Regions from separate parts of the Columba livia genome. Here region 2 is linked to region 1. The links are chromatin contacts, called in public Hi-C maps. All regions are on one chromosome and are shown on one strand. Each heading gives the region's core, a stretch centred on a gene start, on an enhancer-like site or on the middle of the called end of the contact. The rest is flanking DNA. Distances are from core to core; before and after follow the strand shown.

Evidence for each region. A called contact is a pair of places that touch in the nucleus more often than the background predicts.
Region 2: a contact with region 1 is called in a Hi-C map of liver, with 4 times the contacts expected there. The contact joins the enhancer-like site here to the promoter of GOLGA5 in region 1. A contact is called at or near these places in 2 of 2 Hi-C or Micro-C datasets (crop and liver).

Annotation. Positions count from the first base shown.
Region 1 is chr5:17,423,217-17,430,435 of bColLiv1.pat.W.v2, reverse strand. GOLGA5 (golgin A5) reads left to right here and starts at 2,652. Exons shown (of 13, transcript XM_005506135.3): 1 at 2,652-2,875; 2 at 3,827-4,442; 3 at 7,149-7,219. The coding sequence starts at 3,878.
Region 2 is chr5:17,465,112-17,472,330 of bColLiv1.pat.W.v2, reverse strand. It overlaps LGMN (legumain), which reads right to left. Exons shown (of 14, transcript XM_065063636.1): 14 at 6,586-7,219. Among named protein-coding and RNA genes, the nearest start is that of LGMN, 28 kb to the right of the region's middle. Within about 2 kb of position 2,885, at least 1 of the 3 cell types and tissues checked has an H3K27ac peak away from gene starts, as active enhancers do.

The DNA.
Region 1 (7,219 bases), core at 1,403-3,902:
CTTCCCCTTTCAGCTAATGATTACAGTAACTTCAAGACAGATGAAACAACATCACAGGAGAAGTGTTCTTTTCTTCTTGCCCTACTATTAAAACTGTTCTGAAATTAGGTAAGTTACTTGCTGTTTATTTCAACTCCATACACACACATGCGATAGTACATCTCCTCTTTATCTGTCAGAAAAAACAATCCTTCCTTCTGAATGTTCCTTTTGTATAATTAATGATGATAAATATTCATAAGTATCACTCACTGTTGGAACAGTATTTTATTCCTTGTAGGACACTAGAACTTTTCACATAACAAAAGTAAGTTTTAAAGTCTTTTTTTATTCTTAGAGTGGAGGCAAAACTTGCCCAATAGTGCAAATCTATCCAAAAAGAGTGCTGAGCACAATCTTTTTTTTCTTTTTTGTCACGCAAACCTCTAAATCATGGGACTTTGTAAAAGGAAATGGGCCACTTGAACTGGTGTGGTAGATGCACTGGACACACAACAATTGGTCATCAGGAAATGGCCTCAGAAAATCCTGAGCATTTTTGTGGAAGGGAAACTGAAAACTGAGAAAATTGTGTCTTTAGAGCTTGGATTATTTCTTTACTAGTCCCAGGATATTCTCTTATAAAGGACTCCCTAAGGACATGGGAAGCCCTTGTGTTAACCTCAACTAATGTCTCTTCTAAGACTAACCATGATACCTTATGTGAACTTAATCTGAAAAAAATGTTAAGACATCCTCAACGTATTTAACTGTTACCCAAGTAAGAGTTGCCTTTGCTTGCACAGCACCTTTCAAGTATTTTCAGCAGACACAAGGCGATATTAGTGTTATCATACAGGACAAACGATGGGAAGGACTGTTGCAACAGGATAAGGGTGAGCCTGGACACTAAAGCTTCTGATAAAATATTTTTGAACCCAGGAGGTTAAAAGGACACCTTTCGTTATTTATATTTGTTTTGTGAGGGAGGGTGGGGGGGTCATATCTGGGTCCCCGTGTTACTTGGTACATTACAGTTGTCCTTGAAGATCAGGAGGTTATTCCCTCCACATTTTCCCCGAGTTGTGGAGAACAGAACATGAATGTAAGGAGCCATTGAGGGAGGAATGTTGTTTTTACAAAACTGGGAACCTGGTGCCTGACCCCAGCTGTTGGCAAGGACCGAGAGACATCAGACTATGAATCCTTAATGTAAAACAAAGCCTCTTTGAACTAATCCTGGAATGCAAACTGATTACTGTATTTAAAAAGCTAAGCTAGAGGGAAAGGTAACCAAAGAGCCAGGAATCCATATTTTAAATCAATCAATAAGGGGAGAGGTTGTTAGAATTAGATGAATGAGACAGGTAAACTGAGGCAGGCATTGGGTAGTCTTTAAACCCTGGATTACCAGCTAATGGGGAACAGGGGAGGGAATTTGCAGCCGGGATTTGGGGGTAATATAAGCAGGGGCTTTTTGCCCTATTCCATGTGCCTACCATTAGGTAGAACACCCAGTCTTGCAAAATCGTTAATTAAATATGCTTTGCTGAGAGATCCTGTCTGGGCCTATTATATAGGCAAGGTAATAATTTCCTACAACAAATGCCCCATGTAGTTTCTTCTGGTCAAAACTCCTGTCATTTATTGGCAATATCAAGGCTGAGGTGTTTGAAAAGGCCAAAGTTCACCCTGCAGAAGTCCAGTGTCCTTGTGGCCAAAACGGCCAACGGCATCCTAGGGTTTATTAGAAGGGGGGTGGTTAGTAGGTCGAGAGAGGTTCTCCTTCTCCTCTACTCTGCCCTGGTGAGACCACACCTGGAATATTGTGTCCAGTTCTGGGCCCCTCAGTTCCACAAGGACAGGGAACTGCTGGAGAGAGTCCAGCGTAGGGCAACGAAGATGATGAAGGGAGTGGAGCATCTCCATTATGAGGAAAGGCTGAGAGAGCTGGGGCTCTTTAGCTTGGAGAAGAGGAGACTGAGGGGTGACCTTATTAATGTTTACAAATATATAAAGGGTGAGTGTCAGGAGGATGGAGCCAGGCTCTTCTTGGTGACAACCAATGGTAGGACAAGGGACAGTGGGTACAAACTGGAACACAGGAGGTTCTGCTTAAATATGAGAAGAAACTTCTTCTCAGTAAGGGTATCAAAGCACTGGAACAGGCTGCCCAGGGGGGTTGTGGAGTCTCCTACTCTGGAGACATTCAAAACCTGCCTGGACACCTTCCTGTGTAACCTCATCTAGGTGTTCCTGCTCTGGCAGGGGGATTGGACTAGATGATCTGTCGAGGTCCCTTCCAATCCCTAACATTCTGCGATTCTGTGTTTTGTTTTATTTTTTTTTTTTTCCACTAAGTCTGTACGACTGTCTGATATCCCGACCTGGAGAAGAACGAACAAGAAGAGCTTCCCGCCCCTGGAGCAGGCGAGGGGCACTCTGTGAAGGCGAAGACCCGTCTCTCTGAGGCGCTGGAGCTCCTCCTGCCACCACAAGCCAGAAGTGCAGGGACGTGGGGACCGCCAACCCTTGAAAGGCGTTTACCGACCGCTTCCCCTCCTCCAGCCTCAGCCCCGCCTCCTTCAGACTCAACCCCGCCCCCTTCAGACTCCGCCCCGCCCCTCCCACCGGGGCGGGGGGCGTGACCGTTCGGCCCCGCCCCCGCCCGGTGGGAGGGTCGGGGCTGACGCCCAGTGCCACCTCACGCAACACCCGCCGCCTCCTGCGCATGCGCGCCGTGTCCCGGAAGTCGGCCACGTCTGCCGGAAGATGGGGCTGCACAGCCGAGGTCGGTGTGGGGCCTCGTAGGGATTGCTGCTGCCTGGCTCCCCCGTCCCTTTGACCCGCCTCACGGTTCCTCTCGGGCCGGGAGGGGCTCCCGCGCTGGGAGGAGGTGAGGTTTGGTTGTGCTGAAGCCTCTGCCGGTCCTGAGGGCCGCCGGGTGGGGGCGGGGGGTGGTACCGGGACAGGTGGAACCGGGACGGTTGGCTGTGGTGAGGGGGGAGGGGAGCGCAGGTGGAGGCCCGCACCGGTCCCCTGTGTTGGTGTCACAGGAGGGGCAGCAGTCTGCCAAGTTTGCCGTGTGGGAAGTTCCTCTGTCTGATACGGAATACGAATCTGCAGGCCAAACATCTTAGGCTTTGTTGTTATCTGTTCCTGTAATAAGCATCTGTCTGCTTTTTGAGGAGACCTCATTGCGGCTACAGCTTCCGCACAAGGGGAGGAGGAGGGGCAGGCACCGAACTCTTCTCTTTAGCGACCAGTGACAGAACTCAAGGCAATGGCAGGAAGATGTGACAGGAGAGGTTCAGGTTGGACATTAGGAAAAGGTTCTTCACCCAGAGGGTGGTGGAGCACTGGAACAGGCTCCCCAGAGAGGTGTCACAGCCCCAAGCCTGACAGTGTTCAAGAAGAGACTGGACAACACCCTCAGACACATGGTGTGAACTGTGGGGTTGTCATATGCCGGGACAGGAGTTGGACTCAATGATCCTTGTGGTCCCTTCCAACTCAGGACGTTCTATGATTCCTCCTCCAACTGAGTTTGGTTTTGTCAGGTTTAAGGTGACTTTATTTTTTATTATTCTCTCAGATTGGCTAGCAGACTGGACACTCAGTAGCAGGTGCTGATGCCAGAAGCAGAGATGGTGGCCTGATTGCTCAGCCTTGTTTTTGTCTCGTTTCCTGAGAAACTGATTTGATTTATTTCCGCCAGTTACTAAAACAATGAAAATATTAAAGTAATTACAACAGTAATAGCTTAACACAACAGTTGTTTAGGTAACCCATACATCTTGCCTTATCAACACCAGTCTGATTTGTAATCATTCTATGTCTTTTGCAGCATATGTTCCTGAAATATTAATTTTGTAGAGTTTATCGACAGACATCCATCATGTCTTGGCTTGCTGATCTTGCTGGAAAGGCAGAAGATCTACTCAACAGAGTTGATCAAGGAGCTGCATCCGCTCTGAGCAAAAAAGACACAGCAAGCAGTGCAGTTTATGATAATAAGAAGAATTTGGACTCTGTCAATGAATATTCTGAATTGCACCAGCATACTGGAGAACTGAAATATCAGACGTCATCCAAAGCAGCCTACATCTCCTCAGCAGCTGATAATATTAAGCATCAGAAGGCCACAATCCTAGCAGGAACAGCAAATATTAAACCAGCACGTAGGACATCTTCAGAAGTTCCTTCTGTAGAAACTGCTTCCATACCCAGAGCTTCCTCACATTTTGTGAGAAGAAAAAAGTCAGAACCTGATGATGACTTGCTATTTGATTTTCTCAACAGTTCAGAGAAAGAGCCTAATGGAAGGATGGACTCCAAAAAAGAGAAGAGCAAGGCAACTGCTCTTCAAAATCGCTCTCGGACTTCAAGCATTAGTTCTGTGTCTACCAGTACACAGAGTGCAAAAACTACTGAAGATAGTGCCATCAGGAGCCAAGGCAATGGTAGTTAAATAGTATTGAACCTAAAGATATTTAAAACCCAAGTATGTCTAGGGTAAGGCTAGGTAATCAATTTGCCGTCACTTCATGAAACATTTAGTGGTAGTCGTATGTCAAACATGTGGAGTAGAACAGGGTCCTTAACATTTTTTCATCACTGGGATAATCTTAGATACCATACTAATTGCACAAGCTGCATAATTAATACCTAAATGTTTTTTGTGTTCTCAGTCTCCCTCATTGCTACTGCTTACCTTGACCTCCCTGTGCTGACCTAACCTTCATCAGCCCCTGTACATCCCTACGTAGAAGCACTAGAGCTGCTGCATTTATTTGATCTATCAGGGGCTGTTACCTCTTGTTGCTGTGTAGGCAAGTGAGTGACTTTGACCAGCTGGTAGATGGTGTTGGCTGTTGTTCAATGCACTGTGTGAGCTGATGTGAGGTTTTCTCTGTTCCACTGTGGGAGAGGGGCAAGCTCTCAAACTTGCTTGTCCTGCAGAGTGGGGAGTTGGACATGGATAGGCTGTTGTAGAGTTACAAGCATGAGAGAGCTACATAGACAAAGCCTTCAGGTTTGCCAGAAGTAGTTTGTTAGTGATGTCTAAATCCAGATGCCTGCAAGATCCTCCAGGCCAGATGGTCAAAAGTTGGGGCTATTTGCAAGTCAATGTCAAGGAGAATGTGGCTGGGAAGTGTCCAGTCGTTGCTGTTGCTGTGCTGCTTTGCTGTTGTTTATTCCATAAAATTGAAGGAAATGGTTGTGTTTATTAATAATGTAGTTAGAATACTTTATTATTTGTTCAGTACTTTGAGTGAGTAAAGCATAGTAAATGCCAGCTTTTTACTTCCCACATTAAGTATGCTAAAAAGTTTTAGACATAAAAAGGGATAATTTCCAACAATGTAAATGTTTTTATATATCTGGGTCTGTAATTTTTCAATAAGGTTTAATAATAATATTAATTCAAATATGGCCTTGCTGGTTGATGCTTAAAGAACGTATTTCTTTTGCTTAGTGTTAACTGTTTTTTTTCTGAGGATTTTTGAGTGGAGTTTGCATTGTGGAGCTGCCAAATGAGGAAACACAGAATTACAACATAGAGTTTGAGCATGCTAGTTTCAAAGTTCATTGTATCTGTGTCATTTAAATGTTCTGTATAGCATCTGTTGAAGTAGCTTATGATACATTAGTTATAGAAAAAAACACTTAAACTTTGTACACGGCTATCGATATAATCGAATATGTTCTATAAGTGGCTAATTTCCTGCTTTGTTAGCTTCATTAGTCTTTTTAGTTTTCCAGATAAAGGCATGTGGACAAACTGTCTGATAATTGGAAAATTGTGTAAATTAATCAAATGGAAGTAAACAACACTTCTTAGGACTGTTTGAATAGGAAAAGGTGTTGAGAAAACGTGGAAGAGACGGTGCTATCACTGTTGCTACTTGTCGGTGTGGTGGTCTGCCCCAGTTCCCTGGGCCTTGGGTGGCCGGGGCTGTTGCAGTGGTAAAAAGGAAGGTGGAGCAGATTGGTTGGTGATAACCAGGTGAAGTAAATAACATCGACAATTAAACTGCTCAGAGTTAGTTGTAGTCTGTCCCCTTGCATTTTCAGCAGTTACTCATCTGGGACATGCTAAATTCAGAAGCAGTATTTTTGGATCACCTGCTTGTTTGCTTATTGCGTGCTGTGTTGTTTTATCGGAAGCTTGGCAGCAGTGTTATCTGCACATTGGAGTCAAGACTGTTACAGTGGATGTATCAATTTCACTGCTTAATCCAGGACACTCTGTGTTTGCGCATCATGTTTCCCCATCCTGTTTGGTGATGGCTCCTCCTTCCCTGCAAGCGATTGTTGTTCAGGTTGCTGCCAGGAGTTCCCTTACCATTCTCACTGAGATTTTAAGATGTAACAACATCAACAATCTGTGTATTGGTTTCCGTAATCTAGAGGATTACAGTTTGTATTGGCACAAAGCTTTTACAAGTTTGTCAGAGTTTATTTACCTTGTATTTTTTCTTGAGAAAAAGGACAGATCATGCTTCTGCTTGCTTGATGCAAGCACTGCAGCTTGATTTCTCATAGTAAAAATGCCTTTGAAAAAACTTTCTTTAGAGAATTATTAATGCAGAAATATCAGTAAAATTATGTTTTGACTGAAATTATTCTTAAAATTTTTTTTTTAGTTTTTAGGTTTGATATCAAAATGACCAAGTATAGCCACCTGAACAGATTTTTTAAAAAATAACATTTATATCCTCAAAATCAAAATCTTAGTGGAAGACCATAATAAACTATTACTAAAAATTCTCCTAGTTAGTTGCTATGAATATTTATTCTCTTCCGTTACTCTCTCAGCTTCTGAAGACGTCTCTGGTCAGCATAGTCATGAAAAAGTATTAGTGTTTTGAAATCTACATTTGATATCAATGTCAAATTTTATAACTTCCATATCTTGTCTTGCAGGATTAACACAAATGCTGCATGATGCATGTATACTGTATAATGTCCTATTTTGAGCAAGTCCCTTGGGAGAAGCAGCTACATATTCCATTTCAATATAGGCTATTTTTATTTTTATTTTTTTTTTATTTTTATATCATGCATTTAACCTTTAACCACTGATGCAGAACATGGAATTGCTGTTTATATTAAGGCAACTTACAAATACATACGTTAGTTCTAACTTACATCTCTCTGTACAGAAACTCCAGACAGTTCAGATTCTGGACTGGGAGCGCAAGGGGATGGCATGAAGGATTCATCGCTAAGTGCA
Region 2 (7,219 bases), core at 1,636-4,135, 42 kb before region 1:
TTTTTCAGGATTGGATAATGAAGAAGCAGGAGCTTTAACTGAAGACAGATCCATGTCTTCTGGGTGCCTTGATTCTGGCAAAATTCCCACTGCCAACACAGATACTGGATTGTCTGTATGCAGGATGCAAGTAACCTCCACTGCAGCTACACAAACATGGGATGAGGCCTAGCAAAGATCTGATTAGAAAGAAAGAATGTTTTACTGTGGTTTTGCTCAAAGCTGCTGTTGCTTCTTCTCATCAACATTCAAAAAAGAATGCTGGGCCAAGCTGACCAAGGTTCCTGTCTTACTCATGAACCTCCAAAGGTAAAATGGTATCACATGTAGCTGGTCACTCTTGCAGTTTCAGGGGCTTGAAATGCCCGTGTCTATGTGCCCCAGCTGGAGTGCACTGGCCAGATCTGCACACAGACAGTGAGCCAGTGCTGTGCATCTGCCAGCTCGGGCTGTGTGCACGTCTTGTCAGGAAGGGACAACCAAGAATGAGGAACAGTGAATAACAGCAGTCTTGATTTCGAGGTCGTCATGTGCAGATCTTGCAGCATGTGACACCAGGACTGAGCTGACTCCAAATCCATGGTTATTTCTGCTCCTGTGCAGCTGTCGGCACCTCCACCTTGCCCCTGGGCAGCACACCCGCAGCATGCCGGAGCTGAACCCTCCCTTGTGCTGCCATTAGCCTCTTGCAGGGCAGTGTGCTCCTGCTGGGAGCCTGTGCTGCTCTCAGGGTGGCACTTGGGGTGCTGTGACCAAACTTGAGATACAGGTTTCCAGTAGCGATCTGGAGAAGGAGATGCTGCTCTCAGGGCCCTGAGGGCCCTCACAGCCATTGCTGCCTCCAGTCTCTCCCCAGGACCACACAGCACACAGCCCAGGACCCCATGTCAGCCTTCCAGGGCTGTCAGCCCCTGCTCTGGTGATGCTGAGCAGGGCAGGCTCCAGCTCCAGCCCTGCCCTGCCTGGCCTCAGCCTGCTCCCATCCCCAGGGATGCCCAGGACTGGGGCTGCCCCTGGTGCCCCTGCTGTCTGCTCCTGGCTGTAGCAGTGGGACAGGCACCCAGGGAGCCCCCATGGCCATAGGAGCTGCCAGACTTGCTTACCCAACACTGGCTTCCCCTGCCCATGCTGCAGGCTATGGCAAGGATGTCAGCTCTCACCCTTCTGCTGCCCTGCCCTGGGTGGCAGGCCCTCACCTGCACATGTACAGGGTCCCCTGGGCACACTGGCTGTGAGGCAACATGTCCCCACCCTGCTTGGCTCCTCTGACCACCACCTGCATGCTGAATGAGCTCATGGCAGTTTCCTCCTGGGGCGGAAGCACTGCCGGTAAATCCCTGACACACCCCACAGAGAGGCCAGTTGTCCCATTTCCATCACAGGCATAATCACTGGTGTCCATGTGTCCTGAGGGCTGGCCTGCTCCATGTTGGTCATACCAAGGATGATCTCGGCTGTCACCCTTGGGGCTGTGATAGCAGGAGGGTCCAATCTCTGGGCAGCATCACTTAGGAACCTTCTTTTTTTCTCAGGCCTACTCCCACACACATACTCTCCAAAGTCTCCATTTTTGCACCCACTCTCCCAAAGGAGACATCCCCCCTGCCTTGCACCTCTCTTCCCCACCCAAACGAGGGCCCAGACTAGCTCTCTGGCCCACCTCCCACCAGCCTCCTCACCACCTTGGTAGGGCTCCAAGCCAGGTACTTCCCTTGGCTCCCACCACCTGTGCCCAGGTATCACACTGCACGGGGTCCATGTACAGTGGGACTGGGGTTCCCAACGCCAGACCTAGAGTTGTGGTATGTTTGACCAGCAGCTTAGATCTGCTGTGCTTGCTGTAAATTATTTTAATCCCCAAGAACAAAGATGTATATGTCTGCCAAAGTCCTTGGCCTCATCAGGTTATCTTTATGCTTTAACAGTCACAGTTAATGAGCCTAAAGTAATCTGATGGGGATGAGGCTAAAGTAGAAACATGCAAGGAAGGAAGCTGGGACTGATCTTCTGCTGGATATTTCCAGAGAGCAACCAGACTTTGTAGTGGCCAGGGTCAAGCAACAAATTGATAAAGTGAAGCGCTCCAGCATCTCACAGTGTCCTGGGACACCTGAGTCAGCAGCTGGACCTTGGGGCAAGGGGAAACCACGGATTATACTGCTGGTCACTGGAGCCCATGAAAACCGTGACAGTGGTAAATCACTGCATTCCAAATGTGCTCAGACTAAAATTTACCACAGCCTAGTCCCAAAATCAGACCTGCAGATCCCAGTTTTCAAAATGCAAGGAGTGCCAGCTGAATTTCTGTGGGCTTTTACATAGGCTCTCAAATTGCACATGCAACATGCTCTTCTGGCATAACAACTGCAAAGCTCTGATTTGATTTGCAAAGGTTGTCGTGGCTCTCCTGAATTCAGAGGTGATTGACAGTGATGTGAGTTACTGTGCCTGCCTGAGAGCTGCCTGGAGGGAAATCCCTGAGCTGGGAGTTGGTGCAGAGCAGGGCTTGCTCAGAGGCTGTGGGGCACCTGGCCTGTTTGGTGACATTATATAATTCGCCAGCAACAACTTTGCCAAACATTCATCTCTGGGGTATAGGGGTGACCCGGCTCCTCCAGGGCCCAACCACAGCTGTCCTTTGTCAGGGAATGCAAGCCCGGAGGTGACCAGGACAATGGGATCCTGGAGGACCCAGGACAGAGACGGCTGCTGCCTCTCCAAGCTCACAGCTCAGCAGTGGGACTGAGGCTCTGCCAGAGTGAGGCTCTCTGTCATGGAGAAACAGCCTGTCTGGAACAAACGTGATGCTGTTTTGGTGTCCCTGGTAAAGCTCTGGGTGCCCAGTGTGGAGGCTGTTGGAGTCGTTCAGCATGTCCCTCTGTCCGGAGCCTGGTGCTCAGGATCTTGCACTGTTTTAGCTGGTATCTGACATTTCAAGTGGTGGAGGGAAAAAAAAGGCAAATGTGTGAGTGAAATGGGTGTTTTTAAATTATCCATGGGGTTTTATTAATTTGCTTTGCCATGGGGTTTCCTCATGCTGCAGCCAGGCAAGGAGGAAGCAGTCCAGTCTGGTGATCCATGGCCTCCCTGGGTTAGTCAAGATGTTCGGGCCGTGACTCATGCTCTGGACCTCACATGAGCCATCAGCAGACAAGAATGTTTCAGAAAACTTTGACCAAGTACTGTTGTGCAATCCAGTCAAGGCCTCCTCAAACACTTGTTTTTACAGAATTGTTGTGCAACAATCACTCAAGGAAAGGATCCCAGCATGAGAGAGAGCGAGAAGAAGAGTGAGACCTGCTGAGCCCAGCAACTTCTGCAAATTAAAACCAAGAAGCCCAAGTGGCCACTTCATACACAGAGGTGGTTTAATGCCACTTTGCACCCAGTGATACAATCTGTCAATAATTCACCGCAATAATTACACCAGCAGGTCACGTATGACCTCCATGGAAATCAAAGGCAGTTTTCCTACTGAATTCAAGAATGTTGGGCATCATGCATGACTCGCCAACTGTACTTTGAAACCCAGCACAAGACTGTTTTTTTTCCACAGGCTTGTGGAGTGATTGAGGCTGGCAGGGCCCCCTGGAGGTCTCCAATCCAAGCCCCGCTCAAGTGGTGCTGCCTCCCACGTTTGCTCAGGGCCTCATCCTTCCAGTGCTGCAGGTCTGCAGGGCTGGGGATCACGCAGCCTCACTGGGGCTCTGTTCCAGCATTTCAGTCCCTCCCACTGTGAAAAATGTTTTCCTCCTGTCCAGTTGGTACGAAGGCCCTGCCTGTCACACCAGAGTCCTGCCTAGGATGGGTGTTGCTGCTGCAGAACACCAGCCAGCCCTGCCCATGGTACATGGAACTACGGAGTTGAAATATTGCTGTTGTCTCCTGCCTCTTTTGGGTTATCGTGTCCCAAGGAAGGAAGCAGCCTCTGATTCAGAATTGCCTGAGCTCTTGGTATGAAATGCTGCTTAGTCAGGACTTTAGCTTAAGGGCCCTTCCCCTCTGCTGCTGCTCCATGGCTTTTCTCACAGGGCAGAGACTGAGCCCAGGAATGAGAATCCTTCAGCCTTCTGCCCTGCAACAGGCACAGCTGCTCAGCACTTACCTTAAGCTGTGAGAGAGGATGCAACTTCGTTTGGACAGAGCTAAAATACTATTACCTACTGGAATCTCGAAAAAAGTGCATGATCTCCAACTCCAGGTGATCTGCCTTCTGTTTTTTTGCTAGTAAAGAAGGGAAGGCAGTCACATGCACTCTGAACTAAACTGTGTCCATGTAAATTTGCATTATATAGAACTAGTCAGCATACAGTATACTATGGAGGCCCATCATGCCTTCCAGATCCTCTCAAAGGAAAGGCAGTGAACAGCAGGATGTTGGGGAGAAACACATGGCAGATTTGGCACAGAACAGCTGGGAAAAGGGCGTTGGACTCTGTTCCTAGCGATGAGGAGGAGGAGGCCAGGAAGACCTGGCTGGTGCAGATGGCACTTGTCCCAGGAATCACGAGTATATACAACTATTCTGCTCAGGAAAAGTTTTTGTAAATAACACAGCCTCAACTTTGCCCTGTTCTGCCTGGTGATGACAATTTGCTGGGAACCTGACAGTTTTCCATATTTTGCAGAAGTCATTCCTGCACTCCAGCATTCTAGGAAAGGCAGCCCGAGCAGCCGTGTGACTGCGGGAAGGGCGAGGGTGTCTGCACTTGCCCAATACCCCACAGGGTACTCTGGCGTAAGACTGACCTTGCACAATTCTAGAATGATTTTCTCACCAGGTTCTATTCCCATCTCAAAATAAACAGCCTGCCATGCAGGCACTAAGCCTGTGTGATGCTATTTGGAGGCCTTAAAACAAATGTATTGATCAATGCAGATGAAGGTGATTCGTATTTTTTCTCCTATGGGGCTGCTCCCTGAGTGACTGCAGAGGAAATGGGGCTCTGGGTACAAACTGGAAATTCAATAGCACATAAATGCTTTTATTGCGGGGTGCGGGTAAGAACCTGCTGCATCTCAGAAGGCATTGTGGCTGCAGTGACACCTTCAGCAGATGCATCTCTTCCATTTCAGCACATCTCTGAGGGAAGGGGTAACATTGCCATGGGCAGCATTTCAGATGGTGAAGCACTGGAAACCAGTCTTACAGGAGGAAAATGGGCAGAACAAAGTCCCACTCTCTCGTGTTTCAGCTTTGCATCCTGAGCTACAAGGGCCTGCAGGATGGCCAAGACACTTATGTTAGTGAGGTGTAAGTGCCACCTGGGTGTCAGTAATGTGTGAAAATAAAGTGTGTTGGCAGATGATTTTCATCTGGTAATTACTTTTTGAGGCCTACTTAGTATGGCTGGAAACCCTTGGCTGTAAAGTGACTCTAGCTCTCCTTCTGCACTTTAGAAATGAAAATCCTGAAGACCAGAAAGCCCCCTCTGAATACTCCAGAAGAAAATAGGTATTTCTAAAGGGTGAAGAAAATTGTTAAAACTATGAACTAATGATGCTAAGTGCCTGAGAAAGCAGGCTGGATTTCTAGAACAGAAAACAGTTCTAAAAGCAGAGATGTGTAAAACTTGGCAGATTCCATGTATATAGTCAAACATGGCTTTGAAGGAGTCATGTTTCTTGTTCTTTCAAAGTGAGTGGGGGCTCTTGGTACACACATACCAGTCAGACTACCTGAAAGCTGTCCTATGTGGCCAACCCTACCTACTGCCACCAGGGGAACACCTGCAACACATTTGGGCACTCAAAAATGTCATTCTCTCTTATTTTTAGATTTCTGCTAAAAAAAAAAAAAAAAAAAAGCTTTACAGCTGAAAAGAAACAAGAAGCATCTGAAAAGCATCAAATATTTCAACTTCCAACAACTCCCAAGATGTAAACTTTCATTTATTAATGCAGTAAAGCCCAGTTCCACATAGTTTTTAACCTTACCCCATCCATCTTGACACTACATGTTCTCTGGGACTTTCTCTCACTCACTCAGCAGACAGCTGAAAGTGCTTATGCTCCTGGCTTTATCTGGCTCTTCTTTATAGAAATGTAATTTCACTTATACACCCTACAACCCCTTTCCTCTGAGTGGAGCTACCCCCTCCATCCTGTGGATACTGGCTTAGTTTTCTCCAAAGCTTTTTCTTTTCCTATGGATATGAGGTACTTTTTATGTTTTAACATACTCTGGAAAGAACCCAGAAGTATTTCTGTACCCTGTCTCCACAGGTAAAAAGGTATGGACATCCTGAAACTATTTTGAATCACCTCGTAACCTCTAATTTGTTCCTCTGCTTGTTATTTACTGAGTCATCTCTGAGGAGTGGTGCCTTCAAACATGATTTTAGGCTTTTGATACTTTTTGTTGTTGATGGTTTTGAGGTTTTTTTAACTTTGTTTTGTTGTTTTTGTTTGTTTGGGCCTTGGGCTTTGTGGTTTTTTTGTTTGTGGGTTTGGCGTGTTGTCTGGTTGGTTTTTGAGATGACCTGTTTTATAAAAGGCTTCCAGGTATAGATAATCTTTTAATGCAACATCATAAAATAAATTAGCTTTCATTCCTTTTCAAAACACCAGATGTCTAACACTGCATTGCCCTGTAGGTTGATGAAACTGTCAACTTTATTATTTTTCACAGGCGATTCCTGTACTCCATGACTTCCCACAGGTTTGTGTGTATATACATTTAATTATATCATACTGGTGCTAAATTTACAGCATTAGATATTCGTGTTTTTCTTTGGGAAACAGTGCTTTCTACCCACAAAGAATTTTACTGTTCACAGTTTTAACTCTGCTGTTCACGCCCGATAGTTCTTGAATGCAATTCATTTCTTTAAACTGTTAAGGAGTTAAAGCTTAAGGAATAACCTTTGTTTTTTTCACTCTTCAACCAGTCTGCAAACCAGTCATTGTAATGAACTTCATTAACTTTTTTAAAAAGCTAATAGTTAGCAACAGTATAGAAAAAAATCCAGAATTAATGACTTAATGTTTCAATTTAGCATAGGTTTAGCAATCACTGATAGGTGGTTTGTAGTGTTCATCCAGAGATTTTTAAAAGCATCGTGCTTTGAAACAAATCACCCATCTTGAAGGCTCCGGGTGCTCTGCCAAAATGCCGCTGTCAAACCGGGGGCTGTCAGCAGGCGGGGATGGAGAGGAGAGCACTGGCGAGTGCTCATGGTCAGCAGCCCCAGCTCCCAGCACAGGCCCAGTACAGCGG